2 separate regions of the Oryctolagus cuniculus genome follow, and region 1 is linked to region 2. Evidence: chromatin contacts called from public Micro-C data. All regions are on one chromosome and are shown on one strand. Each heading gives the region's core, a stretch centred on a gene start, on an enhancer-like site or on the middle of the called end of the contact. The rest is flanking DNA. Distances are from core to core; before and after follow the strand shown.

Region 1 (4,519 bases), core at 1,966-4,465, 280 kb before region 2:
CTTACCTCCATTGACAGATCAACTGCTTGAGGGCAGTTTCCAGGTAGCTCAGCTCATTCCTGATGCACTTGCTGGCGGGTTTTGACATCAAATAGAGAATGATCTCTTCTTAGACCTTGTCCCCACACTCTCAAGACCCCTCTTTCTGCTGGACACAAGCAGTTTATGATTAAGGTTGAAGGGGTGATACAGACCATCATGCTGTGAGGTCAGAGAGGGGAGTGGTCACTGGGATAAAAGCAGAGGAGATACACAGACAGAGGACTACAGGCTAGGCTCAAACTCTGACTGTGACCTCTAGTAAGTCACTCAACTCTTCTGTGCCTCAGTTTTCTTAAACATGAGACTGGTAGTACTAAACTCTCAGGCAGAGACATTTTGCAAATTCAAAGATGCTCTGAAAATACTGGCTATTATCACTTTGAACTAGAATGTTCTTGGAAGAAGAATAAGGTGGGCCTCAAAGGTTGAAGATTTGGGATATGTGGTTAGGAAGAGGATGAGCACTCCAGGCATGAGAAATGACCCACACAGCGGCAAAAAATGCAGGAGGGATGGCCCAAGTATGGTTGCCGCAAAATGCCAGCATAGGGGAGGAGCTGAGGTAAGATTGGAAAGGCAGGGACTGTACTGTTGGTAAGAGGGGCCTATTGAATTAAGTACAAGAATGAAAGTCACCTAACACCAACCTGGCGGAGGTAAGGACAGGGATTGGAGGAGGGTTAGAATGCAAACTACAGATGTTACAAACTCCAGACAGGAGACATTAGGAGGGCCTGAATGAAGGCAGTAGTACTAGGACTTAAAAGGAGGATGTGGGGGCCATCACTGTGGCAAGGCAGGTTAAGTTCCTGGCTTCCAGCTTTGATCTGTCTGGACCTGATGTCGTGACCGTTTGGGGAGTCAATCAGTGGATGGAAAATCTGTCTCCCTGTCACTCAGCCTTTCACATAAATAATAAACCAATCAACATTTTCTTTCAACAATTATTTAAGAGGAACTCCAGCCCACAGCAACCCCGGAGCGCTCAAGGAATGTGATCTGGTAAGGAAGACCAGTGTAGCTCCCTAAGGATCTAAGAGCTGCGTATTAAGCGGCTTAGTGAGAAACCAAGGCCGAAGGATCAGAGAAGTTTCAGGGAAGATGCCTGCATCGGGCCTGGGTTGGGCAGTGGCTCTCTGTACAGAGGAGGGGGTCACAGCACGTCAAGTCGGGTTGGGAGAAAACGTAACATGGCTTAAAAAGTACTGAGACGGGGCCCCTGAAGCACAGCACAGTTTCAACTACAAGGAGAGCGCATGGCCAAAGGAGACAGGGGTGTGCGCGAGGGCGTCCCCGAGGCGGCAGAGGCAGAGTGTCTCGCGCCTCCTCACCATGGCCCCGAGACAACCAACCAATGTTACCAGGCCCGAACAGAACACTAAGAGCAGGGGAGACAGGAGGGACCGCTCCACGCAGAGGCATCTGGTGAGGAGCGGAGGCACACGGAGGCCCTCCGGCTCTGCCCAGGCGGCTCCTGGGCCAAGGTGGCTCCCGGGCCACTTAGGTCGCGGTGGCGTGCGCCAAAGCGCCCCGACGCCCCACATTTTCAACAGCTCTCACCCGAGAGCCTGCTACAACCGGCAGCACAAAGGAAAGCAGGAAGAGGAAGCAGTCACCCGCCCGCGAAACCCGCGAGACCGAAAAGGCCCCGCCCCGCCTCCTCCCTGGCCGGACGTGAGGCGCTTGGCCCCGCCCCGTGCTCGTTACCTCGCGAGATTTCGCGCAGGCCTCCCTCTTTCGTCTCGGCAGCCGACATGGTAGGTGGGCCCTTTCTTGCCTCCGCTTCCTTGCCGGCCGGGGTTTCGCGCTCTTCTCCCATCGCTCCGCGGCCACCTACTCCGGACGTTGGCCAAGTTCTCCTGGCTGCGTATGGTCGGCCGGAGAGCAGGATGGCGGGCGTGAGCCTGAGGCGGAGCTGGGAGCCTGGGGCCGCGTGTCCGGCCAGGGGCTCGAGTCTCGAGCTGCTGCACGCGGGCCGGGGTGCGGCCCCGGGCAAGACTGCAACTTCAGCTTTGCCGAACTTGCTAGAGAGCAGGCCCTTGTCCCCCCAGGCCTGCCGCCCTCTCAGGGTGCCAGGCACTGGCCCCCGCTCTCTTTCCTTCGGCCTTACCACCGGGATCTTTTTCCCACACAGCCATCCAGACTGAGGAAGACCCGGAAACTGCGCGGCCACGTGAGCCACGGCCACGGCCGCATCGGTAAGTACCGGCTTCCCCTGCTGATCGGCCTCGGCGCGCGCTTTTCGAGTGGGATAGGTAGCTTTAGAAGTCGAGTTGTACGGACCAGCCGGGCTCCCTTCCCCCAAGGTCTCCTAGTAATCCGGTTTTAGAGAATTTAGTATCGGTAAGGAATAGGAATGAGCGGGGCGCAGTCCGGAGTCAGTTGCAGACGTGGACTGTTGGGGGAGTGCTGTGGTTGGGATGCTGAAAAGGAAGGGAACGCGCAGTCCTGAAGGAGCAACAAAGAGGGCCTGTGGGCTGGGAGCAGCGGCGTGGAGTGTGGGGAAATGTTCTGTGTCTGCGGGTCTGGGGGAGGCTGGGTTGGCCAGGTAGCTTTGTGCTTTTGCAGGCAAGCACCGGAAGCACCCAGGAGGCCGAGGTAATGCGGGTGGCATGCATCACCACAGGATCAACTTTGATAAATAGTAAGTGTTCATAGGCCGTGCTTTCCCTGACTCGGAAGTGTCGGGCCGGGCGGGACTGGCAGTAAGGAAGCAGGCATCCATAGCTCACAAACCGAGGTAGCTGGGGAAAGCGAGAACCGGTCATCGAGGCTAGAGTCACGCTTGGGTATTGGCTGTTGCCTTAGTGTGCTAGAGTCCTCGAAGAGTAACTGCTGACCTTATTCACTGGCTGTGGGCCTCATGGCACAGTCAGTCACCAGGTTAGTGACATACTTCAGATCGACCTCTGCAACTGTTCGGTCCCCTTGTGCTTAGTGTTTTCACATTCTCCCGTGGAATGCTGTTGTGGGCCTCAGTGACTTTGTGCTCCATGAAAATAAGGCTAGCCTTTTCCACTTGATATTTAATTCAGCAACTGTATAAACTGTATAAAGCCAGTCACTCCACCAGTGAACAGTTTGACAGTGTAGTGGGGGAAGGTAAGAAAGATGATCCAGATTAACTTCTTACCTGCAGCGCGCTTATAAAGGTGGTGCTTTCTCTTCCCAGTCACCCAGGTTACTTTGGGAAAGTTGGCATGAGGCATTACCACTTAAAGAGGAACCAGAGCTTCTGCCCAACTGTCAACCTTGATAAGCTGTGGACATTGGTCAGTGAGCAGACACGGGTAAATGCTGCCAAGAACAAGACTGGAGCTGCTCCTATCATTGATGTGGTGCGGTCGGTGAGTGAATTGGATCCTTCTTACTGCTCGTGTGTAGTTCTACCTCCCATGCACAAGGCACTCTGGCTTAATCTTACTAGGTCTCCCACCTGAAAATCTAAACCTATACTTAATTTCCAGTTACCTACTAGATAAATTCAACCTTCTGGTGGAACTGCCATGGTTAATTATGACCAAATGGAAGGCCCAGCTATATTAGTTAAGACCTCCCCAAACAGGCACTGGTGTGCCATTGGGGAGCTGTGGTCCTTGTAAGTAGGGAGGCAGAGGCTGAGTGTCTTCACAGCCTCTACTGTCTGTTGAGCAACTTTGGTGGTCAAGACTTGGAACATATTCGGAATGTGATTTTGTTGCTGTTTATTGGTAATAATTGGCCAGCAAAGGGAGGTTTGTGTCTTGCCGAGACTAGAGTCACATCCCGACACAACCCTTGTCCTGGTGTGCTAGCGTCCTCGGAGAGAATCTGCTGGTCTTGATTCACTGGTGGGGCAGCCAGTGCCCGCGTTAGTGCCCAGATCAGAAACATGCCTCCCTGGTCCTGGGAAGGGTGGGTTCAGGGGCATCTTACTTGAGCGCATCAGGAGTTGGCGCCCGCTGTGCAATACTCTAAACCTTCTTCTCTTCCTGCAGGGCTATTACAAAGTTCTGGGAAAGGGAAAGCTCCCAAAGCAGCCTGTCATCGTGAAGGCCAAATTCTTCAGCAGAAGAGCTGAGGAGAAGATTAAGGGCGTGGGGGGAGCCTGTGTCCTGGTGGCTTGAAGCCACGGTTCATTAAATGCTAGCAAATGCTTTTCCCTGGTGGTCTGAATGTAGGTTCTTTGACTTCACATCCCTGTCCCTGCCGGAACCCACCTTACAGCATCCAGGCATTCGAGGTATGCAGAGCCTGGGTTACTGCTAACCCACCTCAGTGCTACCAACAGCACTTACAGGCACTGTGGTTAAACTTTTTCATTTGTGAAGTGAAACTGATAATCTACCCTAATTGAAAAGTAAGCATTGTGACTCAGTTTCAAGGGTTACTTAGGAGAGGGAGAGGTATCTTCCCTTTTTTTTTTTTGAAAGATTTATTTATTTGAAAGTCAAGAGTTACACACACACAGAAAGAGGAGAGGCAGAGAAAGAGAAGT
Region 2 (4,265 bases), core at 1,572-4,071:
TTTTGAGAGAGACAAAATTTCAAAACTCACAAGTCCTACATGGTAATGCTCATGAATCATTGTATAGCACATAAAATTATTTTGAAATTATTCCTAGTACAGGATTTGTGATTTATTAGCCAGTTATGGTCATATGGCAATCCAATTGTGTTCATATCCTCAAGAAGTACTTGCCATTAGAAACACACAGAGTAGACAGTTGTGCCTGCATATAAGAACGCTGATTTCAAAAGGATGGGGAAGGAGCAAACTAACAATTATTCAAAGAGAGTCACAGTGCTTCTCCATACCATTCTGCCACTCCTGGGTGGAAGGGCAGTGACACTGACCAAAAGAGTTGGGCCAGAGTCCTGTAAAAGGGATGAAGTGTCGGAGGCACCTAGCTCCAACCAGAAAGGAAGTACATACGGGAAGTAGTTCCATTCTAGCTGAGATCAGTTTGGTCTGTGCTTCCCAGGGAACCAGCTGACAGCACAAGTTCTAAGAAAAAGTTTTAAAGAGAGAGAAGAAGAGCGACCAAGCATCTGTGTAGAGAAAGAGTAGCGGACTCTTCCTCAGCAAAGGGAAATCTATTATCCCCTGAGCACTGGGCCCCGGCACCCACAATCCACCTGGCAGAGCTGTTCATAAACGTATTCAGCGACTGCTTGTTGGTAAGCATCTGCTCTGTGCAGAACTTGTTGTGTTCAATGAGGTGGGCTCAGATGAGCACAAGCCAGGGTTCCTGCCCATAACAAGGACACATAAATACACGGTCGCCATACGTTACATAAAGCGATGGGGGAGCTATGCGGAGGGTGCCAGGAGACTTGCTGCTGTTGCTGCTTCTAGTGGGAGGTGGGAAAGCTTTCAGAGTCCCTGATCACAAACATCTGCTACCTGTCATTTCCTTTTTCCAGTCCCTATAGATGAAAGCTTTTTTTTTTTTTTTTTTTTTTTTTTTTTGCCCAAAACTGCAATGTCATTTTGTTTTCCCACCACGCTAGTGTGAATCCCTTCTGTTTCCCCCGATAATGGGTAGCTCAGTAAAGAGTGTGGGGCCAGGGCAGGTCCGGGGAGCAGGGGCACCCAGCAGCATGGGGGTACTAGATGGGCGGAGAAACGCAACCAGGGAGATCACCTCACCTCTTCCGCAGTCTGGGTCCTCTTTTACCCACTAAAGTATCAGGCAGTCAAGAAAAGGCAGAAAAGCAGCCAAGAGGTCCCGAGGGGGTTGGGTGAGCCTAGGAAGTGAGCGATCCTATCGGGAGGGGAGGTTGCCAGGAGGGGCAAGTTTCCACCCGGGAAGGGAATGTGTTCGGGGGTGAGATGACACGAGTTAGTCTAATGAGGAGGACTGCTGGGAGATGGGGGGCTCCCTCGGTCCTTGCCTTGGGGAATGGGGGCGGGAGGAGGAGGTGGTCAGAGCTTCAGGGTGGAGAACGGAAGGCCCTCTGAGTTGCAAAGGCTGGGACGGGTGAGGTGGGTGCTGTCGGGGCTGAGAAGGGAAGTGACGAAGGAGCTGCTGTCCAGGCTGCGGGCACGGGCTGGGCTGCACTGGGCTGGGCGCGGGGGCGGCCGGGCTGCCCGGGCTCAGGGCGAGCGAGCTCCCAGGCAGCCGGCAGGGTGCGGTGTTGCGGGGGCTGAAGCCAGGGGTCCAGCTGTCAGGGTCGGAGAGGAACCCACTGGCGGCGAGCAGGTCGGCAGAGGCAGCTTCCGCAAGGCCGGAGCAGGGGAGGAGCTCCTGTCAGAGCGAAGGCTGGGCGGGACTCACCTTGGCGGCGTCTGACAGCTGCACCAGGAGCAGCACGGAGAGCGCCAGGCAGGACAGGCTGAGCATGGAGCCGAGACGAAGGAGGCCGCCCCACAGGGTCGCCATCGCTGCCAGGCCCAGCCGTCCCCACAGCCCGGAGCCCCCGAGACCGGCTCCCGGCTCGGGCTCACGCTGGGGATCCGGCTCCGGCTCCGGCTCCGCCGCCCACACTTCCGTCTGGGCCTTGGCGTCACCGGCCGCGCCGGGTCAGCAGCAAAAAGCATCCGCCCCGGAAACGGTTCCGTGTGCGGAGGGTCCGGAGGCTGCGCGGTCCCGGCGCTCGGCCCGGCCCACGCGTGGCCCCCGGACAGAGTAGGGCTGTTCTGGGGTGACAGCCTGGGCTCTGCGGAAGCCAGTGCCAGCTCCGGCTGTCAGATGCAGCCCATGCAAGGCCTGAGCCGTTTGTTTCAGATCCCGGCGGCCCGGATGTGCCAGGCCCCTGGAATGGCAGGCAGGGTGGCCCAGTCCGTGGAGACGGGGCCGGGACTAGCCGAGCCATCTGTTTTCGCATAAACCCACCCCCGGTCAGGGGGTCGGGGGTCTTCCCCATCACTTTAGGTGCTGACCTGCAGCCCGCGCGCCGACCGGACACAGCTCCCTGCCCGGCTTGGCTTCCTGCAGTCGCAGTGTGCCGCCTTCAGGTGCGGCTCTCCGCCGGCCTCCGGATGGACACTGGCCGCCTTGGTCCTGGCGGCAGCTGGAAAGGAGGCCGCAGCGGCGATGCTGGGCTGGCCCAGGCCGGGCTCCGGACGGTGTGAAGTTGGCGAAAGAACCGCCAGCAGTATCCTCCTCCCCGACCTCCAGGAGGTGGGGACAAGTGTGTTCGCGGCGGCTGACCCCGTCTGCCCAGCGCGGGTCGTCCTCCGCGGGTGCATTAGGGGCACCCTGGCGATGGCACAGTGTCTTCCACTAAAATATTTGTTGTAGTTAGTGGAGACCGTGAAGTCGGCGGGTAGAATACAGGGTTCGTCAAAACTGTTAGGGTTTTGCTGAACGATCTTGGGCAAATCACACGCCCTTCTCTGTGCCTCTCTGGATTTCAAGAACTCAGACGGAATACTTGCGCTTCCTTCTCTAAACAGATTGTAAAAGTTATCTTTTCCTAGATTGTGTAAATGTTTTCATTAACAGAATTTTCTTTTTCTTTTTTCTTTTTTTTTTTTTTTGGACAGGCAGAGTGGACAGTGAGAGAGAGAGACAGAGAGAAAGGTCTTCCTTTGCCATTGGCTCACCCTCCAATGGCCGCCACGGCCGGGGCACAGCGCTGACCCGATGGCAGGAGCCAGGAGCCAGGTGCTTTTCCTGGTCTCCCATGGGGTGCAGGGCCCAAGCACTTGGGCCATCCTCCACTGCACTCCCTGGCCACAGCAGAGAGCTGGCCTGGAAGAGGGGCAACCGGGACAGAATCCGGTGCCCCGACCGGGACTAGAACCCGGTGTGCCGGCGCCGCAAGGCGGAGGATTAGCCTAGTGAGCTGCGGTGCCGGCCCATTAACAGAATTTTATACATTTTTTTTTCTCCCACATGATTCCTATGGAAGCCAGGCTAGAATTAACGCAAGAGTGTCTGATATTGCATCAGATATATTTAGCTCCTTTCAGTCCTAAATACCCATCCCCAAACAGGACCAGTTCAGTGCTGGCTGTCCTGTCACCAGGCTGCCCTGGGAAGATGCTGTCACTGGTGAATTTTGACGTCAATGGGTGTTCTGCTGACCCACAACAATCAAGACACACCCTGGGTCAAACTTACACACCCTGAATCAGCTTACACAACCAGTGAGGCACCTCGGATCTGATTGTATAAGCTTATTCAGAAGCAAGTTTGGGATTATTTTAGGGTTGTTTAGGTCTGGCGTCTAAAGAGAATGCTCATGCTTTGGCTGAAACCTCATAGCTGTCTCCTGAACTGTTTTCATGGCCTTGACTGGGGTGCAGAGGCTTAGAGGAAATACACTGTAACACTGGAAGTACACTGTCCAGTACAGTAGCCACTAGCTACATGTAGCGACTGAACATTTGAGACAAGCTGTAAGTATAAAATATACACTGGGTTTCAAAGATTTAGCATTAAAAACCAAATAGAACATCTCAGATTTTAAGATATTAATATGGTTAGATATTTTGTACTGGGCTAAATATGTTAATTTCACCTGCTTTTTTACTAAAGTGTGGTTACCAGAATATTTTCTATTTATATTAGACAATGCCATTCTAGAATAGAGACTGATGTTGCCGTGAGTAGACTATGACTGGAAGGATGGGTACCTGACTGGAGCCTAAATGAAGGTTCAAGGTTGTGGCCAAGGTAAGGAGAGGAGTCACAGGAACTGATCTAGCAAGAACACAGGGCTTGGAGAGGCAGCTGTCTGCCAAAACTGGAATACAACTTCCGGTGACTTTGTAGAAGCGGTGGGGCTAGTTCCGTTTGTTCTGCCCTGCCCATATCTGGGCAACTCTTACTTTCCTTTAGG

Evidence for each region. Hi-C and Micro-C count contacts between places; a contact is called where the count stands out from the background.
Region 1: a Micro-C map of ear pinna shows a contact between it and region 2, with 4 times the contacts expected there. The contact joins the promoter of TRIM66 here to the promoter of TMEM9B in region 2. A contact is called at or near these places in 4 of 6 Hi-C or Micro-C datasets (ear pinna, embryonic fibroblasts, skin fibroblasts and 1 more).

What each region holds. Positions count from the first base shown.
Region 1 is chr1:57,525,897-57,530,415 of mOryCun1.1, reverse strand. It overlaps TRIM66 (tripartite motif containing 66), which reads right to left and starts at 3,215. Exons shown (of 21, transcript XM_070073681.1): 1 at 1,750-3,215. RPL27A (ribosomal protein L27a) reads left to right here and starts at 551. Exons shown (of 5, transcript XM_008265732.4): 1 at 551-604; 2 at 2,177-2,240; 3 at 2,611-2,686; 4 at 3,215-3,389; 5 at 4,020-4,189. The coding sequence starts at 566. The coding sequence ends at 4,148. LOC127485179 (small nucleolar RNA SNORA3/SNORA45 family) reads left to right here and starts at 3,788; the gene lies at 3,788-3,917. It overlaps LOC127485178 (small nucleolar RNA SNORA3/SNORA45 family), which reads left to right and starts at 2,809; the gene lies at 2,809-2,938.
Region 2 is chr1:57,247,682-57,251,946 of mOryCun1.1, reverse strand. It overlaps TMEM9B (TMEM9 domain family member B), which reads right to left and starts at 2,821. Exons shown (of 5, transcript XM_051824518.2): 1 at 2,359-2,821. The coding sequence starts at 2,667.